2 separate regions of the Anser cygnoides genome follow, and region 2 is linked to region 1. A link is a contact called in public Hi-C data. All regions are on one chromosome and are shown on one strand. Each heading gives the region's core, a stretch centred on a gene start, on an enhancer-like site or on the middle of the called end of the contact. The rest is flanking DNA. Distances are from core to core; before and after follow the strand shown. Region 1 holds the start of CREBL2 (cAMP responsive element binding protein like 2). Region 2 holds the start of BCL2L14 (BCL2 like 14).

Region 1 (5,474 bases), core at 2,026-4,525:
ACAGTTGGTCTAGTGCGTAGATCATATGCCTTTACTTTAACCGAGGAAGTTTTACTCAAAAACTTGTATTCACTTATGAGTCTTTGACAGTCAACATGGTGACCTCTTAAGGACATGAAAGAAAGAAAATCCCTGCTGGTTCAGACGATCAGTCCATTTAGTTCACTAGTGTCTCTTTGAGTGGCAGTCAGAGATGCTGTTCAGGGAGAGTGTATGAACTTGGGCTTTTTCTGTGCTCCACTCCTCCCACCCATCCCCAGTATCCGAAACTGTTAGATTAGGGATGGCGGAGGGTACATCCCTTTAGTGCCTCATCATGAAACTGATCATAAATCTGTCTAATCCTTTGTTTGAACCTGCTGTACTCTCTGTCTTGCAGTGTTCTACGGCAGTAAATTTGAAGAGTTCACTATTTGCTGTGTACAGTACTTTCTTCATCTGTTAAAATGAGTTTAAAACATCATCAGCTCATGTGCTATATATGTGCATATATATAGTATTCAATTACCTTCACAACTGTCCTGACAGACTCCCATTCAATTCACATGTTCATATTCAGATAGGATGACAGTATAACCCACAGCGGAAAAGCAGACAGAAATACATACTTTTAGTTGTTCAGTGATAAAATATGGAAACTCTTAACTGTTCAGCCGCTAAGCTCACGCTTAACTTGGTCAGAAGTTGAGAGCGCTGTTTCTTATGTGATAAAAAATAGAATGGGTAGTATGGAGCAATCTAGTGGAGAGAGAAGATGCAGCTGTAACTTTAATTTTCTGGTTAAAAGGATTCTGGCCTTTCTGAATCAGCATCAGGGCTCTGTCTAATCTCCTTCCTCCACTCATGTTGCAACAGAGGGTTGCCTAAGTGAGCTATGTTGGCTCTTTGCCACTCAATATTTCTCTTCACCAGGGAAACCCCCAACTGGCTTTTAAAGCCAGCTTTATGGCCCCAGGACAGTGCCAAAGGTGAAGGCACCTCACCACCTTCTTCAAGAATTTGAAGGCAAAGATGGGGGAGGGGGTCACAGGAGACAACCTAGGCAAGCTCATTGCAAACTATTCTTTCCACTTTATTAGTTGGTGCCTCCTGTTTAACACACCGATCCTCCCTGTTTTATTTTAATTTTATTTTAATTTATTTTAATTTTTTATTTTTTATTTTTATTTCACAGGCAAAGTTTTAAAAACTGGTATATCATTTTTGGACAAGGTAAAGGGAAGCACAGTGCAATCTGCCTCGTCTTTGACAACTGAAAAGCATATGAGCTTATAGAAAAAAGCTTATAAAAGTGCTTTGTCTCTGCCATGCAGAGAGCATATCCCTCCAAGAGGAAGGTTTGTGATTCAGGGGGAAAATCCCATGACAAAGCCTTAGCCCTAACAATTGCATGTAAAAGAGATTAAGTCATGGGAAACTCTTGTGAATAGAGTTGCATGAAAAACTCATGAATAAAAAGAAACATGTAGCAACATGAAACATGCCTAGCTTCAGGTTTCACCACAAACTTGAAACACAGACCATGTTTACAGAATTGTTCGCTGGGGTACATGCATCTTTTGAGTAAACAGGGGCCTAATTTCAAGAGATGTTGGGGGGGTGGGGAAGGGCATGGCTTGGCTTTGCATCAAAAGCATTCAACATTAACCTTTTCTGGTATGTGTTGACGTGAAAGGAGAGGAATCCTGGTATTCTCAAAGGATTGCTGGTACTACTTCAGATTTGGTGTGGCTCAGGATCGCAGTCCCAGTATACTATGCAGTTTCCAAGTGACCAGGAAGACTCAATTCTACTTTTAAGTTCTTGAAGGGCAGAGCATGACAAACAATACCAGACAACTAGTATCTGATTAGCCAAGTTTGAAGAAAAAAATCCCAGTTCCAAACCTTCTCCTTCGCATCCCATCATCCAGGTAGTCATGCCAACCTGTTGTTTCATTCTACCCCACTGTGCTTTCCAAATAACTAGCTGGCTGATTTTATTTCCCTGTAACAGTCTATGCTTGCTATTGCATGCTATGCATGCTTGCAGTGGCATGGAATAGCAGGAAAGGAAGCAAGTGCTAGGAATAAACTGTGGCCCATGGTCAGCTGACAACAAATGCTTCATCTTTTTCTGCCCTATTGTTGTTTCACACTGCCTAAATCTGGAGACTGCTATGCAACCAGTAAGCTTAAAAGTTGCAGTTTTGTATCTCTGTTATGTACCTCAAGTGCTATTTGTGATCTATCGTGAACACCTAGGAGAAACATGGCTCTACTAAGGTGTTTCTAGGTGGGATGGAAAATGGATTTTATCATTAATGTGGAAGGCATTATCTGGCTGCTGAGCTGGAGTCTTACTAGTTCCTTCAAAAATCACTAGAGGCTGCCCTGTGGTCGGGCTGCAGTCAGGCACCCTAGCTTGGGGTTGGAGGAGAAGGAGGCACCAGCGGTGGCCGTATCAGTAGTGGGAAAGATTGGAGTTGCGATGATCAGGGCTCAGAGCTGGAGAAAGACAGCGTGAGGGCTCAGAAAGCGTGAGGGCTGGAGAAAGGCAGCATGTAGAGCCAGGACCTGCAGCCCGCATACTGGAGGCCAGGGAGTGGCACGAGGGAAATTGGGGCACTGACTGGGCCAGAAGGTTGAGCAGAACACAGGGAAAGCCATGGGAGGCTGCTGTGCCCAGCACCCTGCATGCAGTGTCCTCCTCCTCAGGCACTCTGCGCCTCAGGTGTCCGTCCGCTCCTCTGAGCTGGAAGGGGATGGTACAGGGATCTGTGCACAGCCGCCTATCTCATCACCCCACGGGAGAACACCCTGCTGGCATTCCCAGGGCACTGCCCAACGCCTCTCCTTTATTTCAGCTGGTTGCGTGCGTTGTGTGTAGTGTTACTGGTACTTCAGGCAGCCAGGACTGCTCCAGCAGCCTGCTGGGACACGCTCCCCTCAGCTGCCTGTGGCCCTGGCTGCTGGGGGTGGCGTTTGCCACACGCCGCAGCTCAGCCCGTTGGCCTAAGATGGCTGACTGATCGATGAGCCAGGCGAGGCGGCAGAAACAGGCCTTCGTGCGCCTTGAAGAGGACGGCGGGACGCGAAGCCGCAACCGGCCGTCACCCGCGAGGAGAAAGCCCGGGCCCGGAGGCTGGACGCCGGAGGCGGAGGCGCGCGGGGACTCCTGGGAAATGTAGTTCTCCCCCCGAGCCGGCCGTTCCGCCGCCTGACTCCTCCTTGCGGGGCCTGCTGGGAGTCGTAGTTCGTCTGGCCCCTCACCTCCGCAGTGGCCGCGCACGGCGGCGCCGGAGAAGACTACCGCTCCCAGCGCGCACCGCGCGGCGGGCGGCTGTAAACAAACAGCGCGGAGGGCCATGGCGCCTGGGGGCTGTGCTGGGGAGCGCTGAGCGACGGGGTCCCTTCGAGGGGGCCGGGGGCACCCATGGACGACAGTAAGGTACGGGCCTGCACGGGCGGGGCGGGGAACGGCGAGGAGCCGTCCCCTTGGCTCTCGTCGCTTGCTGAGCAAGGTTTAGGGCACAAATGGCACGGTTATATGAGGAGCGGCTGGGGTTGTTCGGTCTGGAGAAGAGGAGGCTCAGGGGAGACCTTATTGCTCTCTACAGCTACCTACACAGGAAGGTGTGGGGAGCTGGGGGTCGGCCTCTTCTCGCACATAACTAGTGATAGGACTAGAGGGAATGGCCTCAAGTTGCACCAGGGGAGGTTCATGTTGGAAACGAGGAGACATTTCTTCTCAGAAAGAGCAGTCAGGCATTGGAACGGGTTGCCCAGGGAGGCGGTGGGGTCACCGTCCCTGGGGGTGTTCAAGGAAAGGTTGGACCTGGTGCTTAGGGACATGGTTCAGTGGGTGATGTTGGTGGTAGGGGGATGGTTGGACCAGATGATCTTGGAGGTCTTTTCCAACCTTAATGATTCTATGAAGAGAAAATGCTTGGTGTAATTTCTTAAGGAATAAATCTAAAACGTTTGAAAGTGATCAGTAATTGACCAGTGTATATGATCCACCAAATGGATCAGGAGTATGTGAATGGTTTATGCTAATTTGACAAATTGACATTTATACTCCTTGGTTTTATTGAGGCCTTGTCTGAAAGCTGCAAAGATGGGTGGGAGAATCTGCATCACTGAAGCCAACGAAATGCTCACAGTTGTGAGGACAAACTGGATGAAACAGTACGTGTGATCAGGGCAGGAGTTTAGAAGATATGGAAGACTTAATTCTTGAGGCATATGTAGCTACTTCATTTCTCTTGTGACAGAATTAGTTTATTTATAACAGATAACTTGCATTTTTTTCATTAAAAATAATTTTTATACTATTGTTATGTTTTGCACTAATGAGACAGGTCTTTGCTCTTTTTTGCTTAGAAAAACTGATGTCAAGTGAAGGAAAGAGTAGGCCAAGTGGAATATTTCCTCTTCCTATCTCATGTCTCAAGTACAAATTTCATAATGTAATGTTTTCATATTATACTTACACTGAGATACTGTCAAGGGCTATGGCTTTGAAAAGGGTGCTGCCCAGAACTACTGAGTGTGGTGGTTAGTAAGGAAAACTGAAGATCTTTGTTCCCTCAGCAAGTTTTACGTTAGGTAATAGTCTTAGATGATATCAGATCCCCATATCTTCTACAGAAAATAGCTGATACTAGTCAGTAAGAGCTGGCTGCTTTGAAAAGTTTCACTATTGATATTTTGTAGGGCTGCAATTCCTTTCAGAACAAATTCATGGGGCTGCAGGTTGCCCTTAGAGTTTGGTGTCTCTGTTGAAGAGATCCCATTCCTGTTGGGAGGAGGGCGCTTCCCATTTTTGTTGCTGTGTCAGAATGAGGCAAGCACTGTTTATGCTTCATTTTATAGCCAGCTACATCTTCCAGCTCAAGCCAGCACGTCCTTGAAGCCTTCTAAAAGTTCCACTGAGTCACATTTTCCTTGTTATTTGAAGGGCTGGACTGTGTGATCTGAGAGTCTTATCGTGGAATTGAACGAGTGTGACTGTGAAAGGAATTTCCCTATAAAAATGAGGTCATTGAATTACATCATTAGTGAGGTAACTATTCTATAGTTACATCCACTGAAGTTCAGAGTTTTCATAAAGAAAACATAACATAAAGAATTAACATAAAGAATTTGGAATTGTAGGCTGTAACGTTTTCCCTAATTCAAAGTGCACTATAATTTAGTCGTACCTGGATGAAGAGAGCGTAAGAGGCATGGTTCCTCTTAGCATATTTTCTCAAAACGAGAAGGAAGTAGTAAAAACTAAAGGGAGAGACAGAAGATCTAAGGGTCAGATGTAGAAAAGTTCTTTCACGCTCAAGTTTAAAAGGATGTTTTTAAATTATTCAAACAATAAAAAATAACCCCAACTATGACCTGCTTTTCTGTTGAGCTTCTGTGAGGCTAGGACTTGCTCAGATACTGATCTCATTTATCCTTGCTGTGGTTTGAGCTATTATTGGTTGTCCAAGGAATAGA
Region 2 (5,474 bases), core at 1,742-4,241, 360 kb before region 1:
GCTGGGCATGTGAGCAGTCAGAGCCTGGGGTCTGCTTGGCAGTGCCCTTGGATTATCAACAAGGGAATTTGAGGGAATTTGTTAACCAGGGATGCATTAGGCACTGCTTGCCGACCTCAAAACAGTCCCTGCTGTGTGGGTATAGAGGGCCCCCGGTGCTGCCAAAAGCTCCTGTAGTTCATGAACCTTTTCTGAAGTTTGGCTAAGCATGGGTTAGATTGGTGCCTTACATAATGGGTCTTTTATTTTCTCTCCTACCCTTCTTTGGTGGAAGGTGCCGTTTCCTAGACTTTATTCAGAAAAAGCTCCTTTAGGTAGAACAAGACTTCCCATCTCTCAAAACATTTTTTCCTCTTTATTTTCCCTCCTGAAAAAAACTAGCTTCTGTCACCAGAGATCGCAAGCTCCTTCTAGTTTTTGAGGGGCTTCTTATACTTTTGGTCCAGCTTGTAGAGTAAAAATCAATCACCACAGGCACTCTGGAAGGCAGCAGGAGCAATGGTTTTATTTTTAAATGTCCTTTTGCAGACTGGAAATCAAAAGTTGAGATATCAAGGATTTTAGGCTGGAAAGTAAGCTGAAACAAAACTGAAAGTAGCTTATAACCAACTTAAATTCCTAAGGTGTGACAAGAAAAACAAACAAACAAATGAAAAGAAATTAAAGCAGATTATCCCCTTTAGAGAACTGCATAAGTCAACGTAAAGTGCTTGGCTGGGTATCCAAAGGTAAATGAAACATTTAAAAAGGGGGCAGAAGACACAAGATAGAAGGCAACATAAAAGGTAAGAATCCAAATAATAATAATAATAATAATAATAATAATAATAATACAAGATCCATAATACAAGCAAGACAGAGAACCTAGTTTGAGTCATAAATTAAGAAATAACATGAAGGGACTGAGAACTGAAAGAAAAACGAAATGTGAACTGCCTGTAAAACAGGGAATTATACTGCCATTATTCACAATGTTTGCACTTCTCTCCTCTTTCAGGAAAGTCTATTAAAATAAAAATATTTTTTCCTGGTAGAAAAAGCAGTGGCAGTAAAACAGAGAAGTACAATGAAGTAATTAAAACACATTAAAACGGCTTTGCATTGCATCTATGAGAGTTTCCCTTTTACATTTATCTTGCCTCCTCTGTGACTGCTTTCAGTTCCGTTTGTTTGGAAAAGATACTGCAAGAGTGAAAAGAGGAGCCCTGGTCAGACAGAACCTTTCCATACACCCACATCTGCTCAGGCTGGCTGTAACATGCTTAGAAACACCTCTCTTCCTAATATTGCTCCATAATGGACAAAGTCAGGTCCCTCCATACAGAGACTTAAGAAATCCAGAGCTCCAGCCATGGCAGAAAATGAGCTACTGCTTTTCCTGTGTGCAGCCAGGACCACCAATTTAATAACATGGGCTACCCCACTCTCTCCTAAATACCACCAGGGATTTAAAAGAGTCCAGGTATTTTGATTCCACAACAGTTTGAAAGTATGACCAGGATGGCTACTTGTTCAGGGTATAGGGACACTCAGGGATTGAGGTGAAAAACTGCAGATACTGATGGGAGCAATGGGCTGGGTGAGTAGCTATATTTCAGACAAGGTCATGGCTCCATGGGCAGCAATGCTGCCTCAACACCACAAAGTCTGGCTTTGCCAGTATATTTCAGAAGTTACCCTTCAATATACATCCAGCTCTGGTTGCAGGGTCAACAAAATTGCCAAGTGGAGAAATGGTCATTTTTTTTTCTGTCTCTCATGGTGTACCACAGAGCTACAATTTCTATAGGAACAGAATATATAAAATGGAGCCAAGTCAACACTATTTTTTTTTTCTGTCTTCTCACTTTACCTGGTGTTATAAAATTCAAAATAGCTCCTTAAAAGGGTTTTTGGTTTAGTTCTTTTCCTTGCTTCCAGCAGGCTGCCCATTCCTTTTCTGGGCCTCAGATACTGCTGTTTTTACCCTTCTCTTAGTATTGAAGAAAGCATATTGTGCATTGGGGTACGATATGTTTAAAAAGAAAATGAAAACTGACCTTTTTCAGTGCACAGGATGACAGATTGTTAATAATCCATAACACACAGGCTTTACATCTGCTGTTACTGCTCAGAGGTCAGTTGGCCCTGGTAAAGAAGGAAGGAAATGGAAAGCTTCAGCGAACATGAACAAAAATCTTCTATAAGCCTGTAAAGTCAAAGTGAACTCCAAGTCACTACGCCCCGGAAATGCAAAATTTGGCTGTTTATATTGCTGTTTCAATGAGCAAATTCTTCACTTTGCAGGAAAGTCAGCAGACAGGCGTGTTCCTTACAACACTCGGAGACTAAGGCACATCCATGAAGAGACATCTTCTGTATCAGGAACCAGTCTGTACCCACTGAAACTCTCTCCTCCACAGGTAAATCACAGAATTAAGAATGGCTGAGGTGGGAAGGGCCCTCTGGAGGCCATCTGGCCCAGCCCCTGCTCCAGCAGGGCCACCCAGAGCAGGCTGCCCAGGGCCATGTCCTGGTGGCTTCTGAAGATCTCCAAGGAGGAGACTCCACAACCTCTCTGGGCAACCTGTGCCAGTGCTCTGTCACCCACACAGCACAGAAGGGCTCCTGATGTTCAGAGGAAACCTCCTGTTTTCCAGTTTGTGCTCACTGCCTCTTGTCCCCTGGCACTGGGCACTACTGAAATGAGACTGGATTCAAGAGTTCACCCTCTCGGGCTGTGGGATGAGGCTCTTTCCCATTCATCCAATCCCTCCTAGCTTGCAGCTTCATCTACAAGCTTATTTTGAAAATGGAATATCACTGGCATGGTGAAAATCCCTCTTAAAATGGACTTGTAGATTAATTTGTAGTAATTTGTACAGGTAACTAAATCACCATGTTGGACCATAGTAGTTACAATAGCTACAGAAGCAAAGTCCATGAGGGTCAGTACAGCGTCACTTGTTGCAATAACCTTAACTATCTTATCTAATTAATGTTTAATGTGATTCCGGGAAAAAAAAATAGTCAACAGCATATGAAAAAACATAGAATAGTAGATGGCTATTTATAGAAGAAGAGGTACAACTGATTTCAAAACACTTTAAAAACCTTCTTCTGGATCAAAATGATTATTTGGTTCAACCCGTACCATGACAAAAAAAAAAAAAAAAAGAGGGTTTTGAAGGAAAAAAAAAAAAGATAGTATTCATTCACAAGCCCAAAGCAGCTATAGACTTTGTCCCTTGCCTAGCATGCTGCTCAGCACCACTCACAAGTGCAGGGGGCAGGCCCCACCCTTCCTGCCTCCTATACGTAAGCTGACGTGTTTGAACTCTGTTCACATAAGGAAGTGTACTGGCACATTTTTAATGAAAGTGCAGTGCCATTCTTAGGGAAAGCTTATGTATGTATGTTTTGATGAAAGGCTTAAAATAGTCAATAGAGTAAGTTAAATTCTTTATTTTATTTACTTATTTATTTCCCCTAAAGGGAACTGCTGTGCTTACAAGGCTGGTTCTAACAACAAAAAAAAAAAGAGTAACCACTGGAAGAAAAGGAGAAAGAAGTCAGATCATCAGGCACGCAGTGTTGCTGGTGCAATAGACCTGGAAGGTAATAAACACCCTTTTCTTCTCTGAACTTAGTTTCTCTTCTGTAATGCTTGATTGTCCATAATCCAGCACAAGGCTCTTATTTGTATATAGATTAAACTGCTATATTTATCATGGCTAATTCAGAATGATGTTCTTTCAGGTTTAGCTGTGATGTCAAAAAGTAAGGGAAGGTACTGCCCTAGGACTTTTGGAGCTGCCATACAAGCCTTGCCGCTGTTGCCGGTGTGCTTTTGAAAAGAAAGTTTGACAGACCTAGCCAATGACAGCAAGGTTCTTTTTTTTGCCAACCACACTACATTTAGCTGTGGACAACTGAATTTAAAATTTAGGAGTATCCCAGTGAATTTGTGTAGCTAGGTAGTGCATCATTTCTCTTCTAGAGGCTAAGCGCTGGGCAGCCTTTCATCCCTGAATGAGGGAAATACCTCTGGACAGCCACAGAGCAGCAGATAACTTCTCTTTTGAAAGACATCTATCAGCATAGACCTTTCTATACAGCATGCATTGTGTCTATTGCACAACAGTGCTCATGAAAAATCTGTTGTCACTAGGGACGTTTATTGTGTCATGCTAGTATAACACTATGTTTACTAATTCTGTGGTGTCCTGTTCAGTTAAGATTTAATAAGGAGCAGATAATCCTGCAGCTTGCAAGTCATTGCTTTCCATCCTAGATGTGACTGTGTTGCAGTACCATGAGGAGAGATCCTTTCCTGCGGTCTCGTGTAAAACCAACTTTCCACAGCCTTTGTACAGTTTAAAACAGCACAGCCTCTCCTGGACAGACAATACCAATCTGATAAGGGTTTTGTGAGAATTAGTGAGTCAATACACATGACATACTGTTTCAGTGGAGTGTGCTGCTCACATACGAGTGAACTGCGGAGACCCACGATAGTTCTGCTTTTCTCTGCAAGAACTGCCTGTAATTTCAGGTCATCCACACAGAGAAAGGATCTAGCCTGAACTGCTGTTAGAGGAGTCTTGGCCGTTGCTTCCCCTTGCATGGAAGCCTCCAGTGCCAAGTTCCCCAGTCTGCCCCTCTATATGTGAGAGCAGAGCTGAAGGGAAGGACCCACACCTGGGATGAGTCACTGAGGTAAATGGTGGTGGTTTTTAATGGCAAAGTCTTTCTCCAGCATTGCCTCAGATATAACATGGTTTATTCATAACCAGTGTCCCAGGCAGCAACTGCACTTCTGTCTTTGCTGGCTGGGAGAGAAGCAGCAGATCAGATGTGAACAGCTTAGACTAACAATAATTTGGGGGGATCGGGGGGGACTCTTTCACTTCTCCATTCTGCTTCATCTGTTTAGCCTTTCAGAGCAGGTGCTGCCTCCTCTTCCTGCAGAATCACCTTCAGCTGCCTGTGCTTCTCTGAGGTTTACTGGTGCTGGTGAAAGGACACATGACAGAGAACTGAGTCAAATATCAGGTTCAGCACTGACATTGTTTGACCTTGGCTTGTGTGAGGTCCCTTAGCCTTTTGGAGGAAAATCTCCATGATGCAGTGAGAGGAACCTTCCCACAAAAGAAACAATGGGAGAGCTTGCCTGCAGATGCCATGCTTTGTGGGCATCTGAGAGGGAAGGACAGGACACAGTAGAAGGGTCAGAAGGAGAGCAGGGGCTTGGGAAATATGAGTTGGGCAGCCCCAGGTTTGACCATGGGTGGTCACATGCCAAGAGGACTTGTACAGTTATCCACTGTATTCAGTTTTGGGCCTCTCACTACAAGAGGCCCTGGAGCATGTCCAGAGAAGAGCTACGAAGCTGGTGAAGGGCCTGGAACACAAGTCCTGTGAGGAGAAGCTGAGGGAACTGGGGTTGTTTAGTCTGGAGAAGAGAAGGCTCAGGGGAGACCTTATTGCTCTCT

What was found. A called contact is a pair of places that touch in the nucleus more often than the background predicts.
Region 2: a Hi-C map of liver shows a contact between it and region 1, with 6 times the contacts expected there. The contact joins the promoter of BCL2L14 here to the promoter of CREBL2 in region 1. A contact is called at or near these places in 2 of 7 Hi-C or Micro-C datasets (both in liver).

The regions. Positions count from the first base shown.
Region 1 is chr1:72,062,574-72,068,047 of Taihu_goose_T2T_genome, reverse strand. It overlaps CREBL2 (cAMP responsive element binding protein like 2), which reads left to right and starts at 3,275. Exons shown (of 4, transcript XM_048048318.2): 1 at 3,275-3,429. The coding sequence starts at 3,415.
Region 2 is chr1:72,422,560-72,428,033 of Taihu_goose_T2T_genome, reverse strand. BCL2L14 (BCL2 like 14) reads left to right here and starts at 2,991. Exons shown (of 7, transcript XM_048053654.2): 1 at 2,991-3,597.